Regions from separate parts of the Mus musculus genome. Here region 2 is linked to region 1. The links are chromatin contacts, called in public HiChIP or PLAC-seq maps. All regions are on one chromosome and are shown on one strand. The core of a region is the stretch at or near the end of the contact, and the rest is flanking DNA. Distances in the headings are between cores, read along the strand shown. Region 1 overlaps Gm12216 (predicted gene 12216). Region 2 overlaps Gm12223 (a long non-coding RNA gene).

The links. HiChIP or PLAC-seq counts read pairs in DNA pulled down with a chosen protein or histone mark.
Region 2: an H3K4me3 HiChIP or PLAC-seq map of bone marrow-derived macrophages shows a contact between it and region 1, with 4 times the contacts expected there. The contact joins two enhancer-like sites. A contact is called at or near these places in 2 of 115 datasets of contacts at active chromatin or transcription factors (bone marrow-derived macrophages and pancreatic cancer cells).

The regions. Positions count from the first base shown.
Region 1 is chr11:53,848,752-53,851,451 of GRCm38.p6, reverse strand. It overlaps Gm12216 (predicted gene 12216), which reads left to right. Exons shown (of 4, transcript NR_033332.1): 2 at 1,342-1,447. Among named protein-coding and RNA genes, the nearest start is that of Gm12216, 9.2 kb to the left of the region's middle. Within about 2 kb of position 1,366, at least 91 of the 459 cell types and tissues checked have an H3K27ac peak or open chromatin away from gene starts, as enhancers often do. A contact at or near this core is called in bone marrow-derived macrophages and pancreatic cancer cells, where this site is marked.
Region 2 is chr11:54,235,782-54,238,481 of GRCm38.p6, reverse strand. The region is part of intron 4 of Gm12223 (a long non-coding RNA gene); the gene reads right to left. Among named protein-coding and RNA genes, the nearest start is that of Csf2, 13 kb to the left of the region's middle. Within about 2 kb of position 1,306, at least 35 of the 459 cell types and tissues checked have an H3K27ac peak or open chromatin away from gene starts, as enhancers often do. A contact at or near this core is called in bone marrow-derived macrophages and pancreatic cancer cells, where this site is marked.

The DNA.
Region 1 (2,700 bases), core at 117-2,616:
CTGTCTCATCTCCTGCTTCCCCATAGGAGCGTTTGGAGTATAGATGCATGCACCACTGCACCTGGCTTTACATGAGTTCTGGGGAATCGAACTCAGGTCTTGATGCTTGCTTGTTTGCTTGCTTGCTTGCTTGCTTGCTTGCTTGCTTGCTTGCTCCTGTGCAGGTACTTACCCACTGAGCCATTGTGTAGCTCCTGCTCCGCATTTACCATCTTTCCTGTGTTACCTCTAGTAGTAGAGTGGAAGCCCTGAGAGGAGAAATTTATCTTGTGTGTATGCATCTCTCACCCCAAATACCAGGGCGGTGCTGTATTCGTGAAGATGTGGGAACAGCCTCCAGGGTACTCAGCATCTCCAGGTTTCCATTTCTCACCAACCTCTTTGAAATCAGCTGATATCCCCATTCTTCATTTTAATCACCCAGCCTAATTTTGACATTAGGCTGACTGGTGGAGACCTTTTAAAAAACATTCACCTGTTGCTCTGAGGATTCAATAAATGAATAAAAGCCAAGCATGTGGTCTACAGCTGCGTGTGGGTTAGCTGCTGTCATTAAGAAATGTCTGTGGGTTGGTGTGTTAATCTTAGCTCTTGGAGGGCTAAGGCAGGTAGATCTCTGAGTTGGAGGCCAGCCTGGTCTATACAGTGAGTTCTGTGATAGCCAGGCTATGTAGAAAGACTTATCTTGGGGTTAGGGGGAGAAAAATAAAAGAAAGAAAAATTGGATGGGACTGGCAAGCTTGCTCAGTGGGGTAAAGGCACTTCTCTTCTACCCTGATAATCTGAGTTCAATCCCCAAGACCCACAGAGTAGAAGGAAAGACCAAATTCCTGAAAGTTGTCCTCTGACTTCCACACACACGCTGTAGAGCATACATGCCAACACACACACTCCCCTCCCAAGTCGACGAATACATACATGTAATATTTTTTTAATGTTTATACTTGCCAGATGTTGCGGCACTTACCCCCAGTCTCAGCACTTCGTAGGATGAGGCAGGGGGATCACAGGTTTCAGGCCAGCTTTGATATCAAGGTCTAAAAAATAAAATTTAAACAGCAGCTAGGTGTGGTGGCCTGTGCCTTTTAATCTCTGGAGGCAGAGACATCCAGATCTCTGTGGGTTTGAGGCCAGCCTGGTCCACAAAGCAAGTTCCAGGCCAACCAGCGCTACACAGCCCAGTCTCAAAATAAAAATAAAATAAAATAAAATAAAATAAAATAAAATAAAATAAAATAGAAAGGGCAGGGAGGTAGGGAGGGCCAGAAGAGCTTGCTTTGGTGGGTGGCTTTAGCTGAGTGCTCTGGGTCAGTCTTAAGTGTTTCTATGTCTGGCCTGCAGGTGGCAGCATGCCCCGGGCCTCCTTGTGATGTCAGGAGGCTGGACAGCCAAGAAAGAAGAAAATGGACTCCCTCCTTCTGAAGACTTGCCTGGAAGCCAGCCCCGAGTGAGTGTGAGCTTTTGCAGCCTCCTGCGTTAGATTGTAGGCGCTGATGTGAACCACATGTGTTCTGTGTTGGAGTTGTTAGTTGATATTCACAATTCGTCTACAAAACCATAATCTGTGAAACCAGCTATCTTTTTAATGTTGCAGGGAATGAAGGACTCCGGGTGGGAGTGGGGAAAGTGCACCCCAGTAGCTCAGCAGGTGTGTGGTATGTTGGAGTGTGAGGTATCTGTGCTAGGCTCTTTAGTCGCTCTCACAGCTGCTCTGTAGTGCTTCAGGGTCCACTGGGGACTTATCCTGGCTCACCAGATCCCGATTTCTGTCAGCCCTAAGGCCAGACTACTCCCTTGATCACCCCACCCACAACCCATTAGTTTAATAGCTTACTTACCCTAAGACCTTATTTGTGCTTCAGTCCTTTGAGGGGCTGGAGAGACCTCAGGGGCTGCGAATGCTTGCGGGTGGAGAACACATCCTTTTCTTTCTAGAGGACATGAGTTCCGTTCCTAGCTCATAACCCACCCCTGGAACTCCAGCTCCAGAGACTGATGTGTTCCTCGGGCCTCTCATGGCACACACACACACAGCTGTGCACATGCACAGGCACAAAAAATAACGCTTTAAAGAAAACTCAGTGGACTTGAATGGGCTGGTGGTCTATTTTTTTTTAATCCCATTTTGTTAGTGTTTCTACCAAATGTTGTATTGTTGTTGAGATTACCTCTGCCTTTTCATGCCAAAGTCACTGCACCCCTCCTTCCTTCTACCCGCCCTCCCTGAATTTCACCTGCTGGGCTTGGTGTGATGACTGTCCCTCAGCTGCGATCCCTTTAAGTCCCCACCTGAGAAGGTTCCTGTGACATCAGCAGCAACCTTGGTGGTCCCTGTTGCTCAGCCCCAACCTGGGTCAGCTTTGCTCCACACTGTCTTCATCCTATGGAATTCCAGACACTCAGCTGGAATGTTGGATCTTAATTTTACCAAACACCCTGCTTAAGAGAGAGGTTTTGCTGGGCGGTGGTGCTGCACGCCTTTAATCCCAGCACTTGGGAGGCAGAGGCAGGTGGATTTCTGAGTTCGAGGCCAGTCTGGTCTACAGAGTGAGTTCCAGGACAGCCAGGGCTATACTGAGAAACCCTGTCTTGAAAAACAAAAAACAAACAAACAAAAAAAGAGTGAGGTTTTTATGGTTGGAAGAAAGAGGTATTTTGTAAATCAAGTTTGCTTTTTGTCTTTTGCCTAAAATTACTAAT
Region 2 (2,700 bases), core at 57-2,556, 390 kb before region 1:
CCTGGACACTCACCTGTGTTCCTCTTGGAAGCCTAGTGGTCAGTCTCCTGTCAGTGCCCTGCTGTGGCCTGTTACATGCTCACTTTCCCAGCCTTTTTTACCTCTGTCCTTATGACTTTACCTTGACCCACCTCACACATGCAGACACCCGACATTCCACAGACTCATCTCTTCTTCTGCTCTCTACATCTGCCACCCATAAATTTGCCCTGAAAGTATTTACAGAGGGCCTTTTGGCTGTCACGGACTGTGGCAGGCACTGTGGAACTCTTGGTGGTGGAGGTGGTCACATCTTAGGGGACTGTCACTTGTGTCACTCTGACACAAGACACTGCTCTCTTACTCTGCCCCCACACTTTCCCTCACACCAGCTCTGAGCCCAGGAACAGAAGCCAGCCACAGTTCTGCTCACCTGCCCATCTGCCTAGAATGCACCCCAGCCAATTAGCTGGCATCCGGCTCCCAGCGAGACAGAGTAAGATCCAGAGAGGCGGGAGATGACCCATTTGGTACCTTTTCCTCAACATCCACTCTGGAGGTTGTTTCTGGTCCCAAAGGTGCACTGTTACCTGTTCTTCTAAGGATGGGGGGTTTCCATCCCGTCCCTCAGGTCTGAGGATGGCCCTCACCTTCTAGGTCCCAGATATGGCTATTTCCCAGTGATGAAGTAAGCCTTTTGCTTCCTCTAATCTGAAGAAACACTCACGGGTCTTAGGGAAATAGAGCAGGAGAGGTCACATAAAGCTTCTGAGGTTTAGAAAATGCTCTTTTGTGGGCTGGCAAGATGGCTCTGCAGGCAGAAGTGCTTGCTACCAAGAATGATGACTTGAAATTAGTTCCCAAGGACCCATGTGGTGGAAGAAGACAAAGATGTCCTTTGACCTCCACATTCACACTTCAGGGTGAGTGAGAATGCACACGCACAGGTGCACACACACATGCACACACACACACACACACGCACACACGCACGCACGCACGCACGCACACAGGCACAGGCACAGGCACACGCACAGAGAAAGAGATAGAGAGACAGAGAGAGGCAAAGCCTCCCGGGAGTCCTAAAAGGTACTCAGAGCATGGGCAGGATGCTGTTATCCATGTGAAAGGTGGGCCCTGAAGATGCTCTGGACCAGGGCCCACAGAAGCTAAGTCTTTTCCCCACTTGGTGGATTTGGGAACCACCTCAAAGGAAGCAGCAGGATGGAGAGAAACCCAGGTCTTTGGCAATCTCTCATACTTCCTCCAGCCTAGAAGCTGGGGCAGCCCCAAGCTCTCAGGCTAAAGATCTTGGCACTTGCCCAGCCTTTTCCTCTACCCAGGGTGAGGTCATGTGCAGGGAGGGGTGATGGGAGAGATGTTGATTGCTACTAGGGCCGTAGCTCCAAGTCAGAAATGACATAACACCAGCGTAACTCACAGTCCCCTTTCTCCCCACACCCTAAGAAAGCCTGGCTTCCAACACAGGTCTCTCCCCCCATGGGGGTTATGTCTGAGCTAATTCTGTTGGTCTTTTCCAGACCTAAACTGAAACAGAAGGTTCTGCCCTCTACCAAGCCTTGGGACAGGACTGTGGGTCTGATAGACAGTAGCACCCCGTCATGGATTCAAATCTCCCTTGAAGTACATCCCATCCAGTGCAGAAATCAGAGGAACTATGTACTTCCTGTTATGCCTGGGCATGGCTACTCCAAAGGCTGCTCTGCCTGTGGGTATCATGGACAGACAGACACTGGAGCTCTGGGAGCAAACTGAAGGGACATGATCTAGGTCTCCAGGCTAAGATGAGTCCCCATGGTGGGAAGGAGCATCTTCCTTTCGAGCCCAGCAGGTTGAGGGCCTACCAGTCACAGGGAAGCAGATGGTGGCTATCAGAAGTCCATGACAGTGAATGAGAAACAGATAAAGCTTAGGGCTCCTGGCAGGAACAGCTAGGTGGACAGATAGACAGACACAGTAGGAAGCCAAGCTGGAAGGGTCAGAGGGAGAGGTCATTTGGGAACTTGGGCAGTAACTTATCAAAACAACAGAAAAAATGGCTGATGAGACAGAGTTTCTGGCATAAAAGACAGAGCGGAGAGGGGAGGCTCCGCAGGCAGCTAGAGTCACAGCACCATCAGAAATGACGTGGCAGCAGGATAACTCACAGTCCCCCTTCCTCTTTACCCAGTAGAATGACTTCTCTAGCCTTTGGGTTCTTTCTCTCACTGGGATAGTTTGGGGTCAGGCACCATTAATAAATACATAACAGTTCTTCTGTCTCTGAATACAGAAGGCTTAAAGGTTCCCCTTTGGATACAGTGATCAGATACACTAAGAAACTCTTGGAGGCCCCTCTATCCAGGTTTGTAATGCTCCCAACAAGTATACATACATACATGTGTGTACACACATTTATGCACATACATGCATGCATGCATGGACACATATTCATGCACACAGTCATGCAGCACATACACACTAATACACACTAATACACACACTACACACACACACACACACACACACACACACACACACACACCCCTCTGGTAAGGGGTGAGACTTCTCTGCTTTGAAGAGACTGTTATGTTAAATTCAGGATCCAGCTGCCTGCCTCAGGCTGGGTTCTCTGCAGACCAGACTCTAAGATGAACACTGGTGTTTGTGGGAAGGAAGGGATGTGGCTGTACTGGATGAGAGAGAGCCCCATCTGCAAGG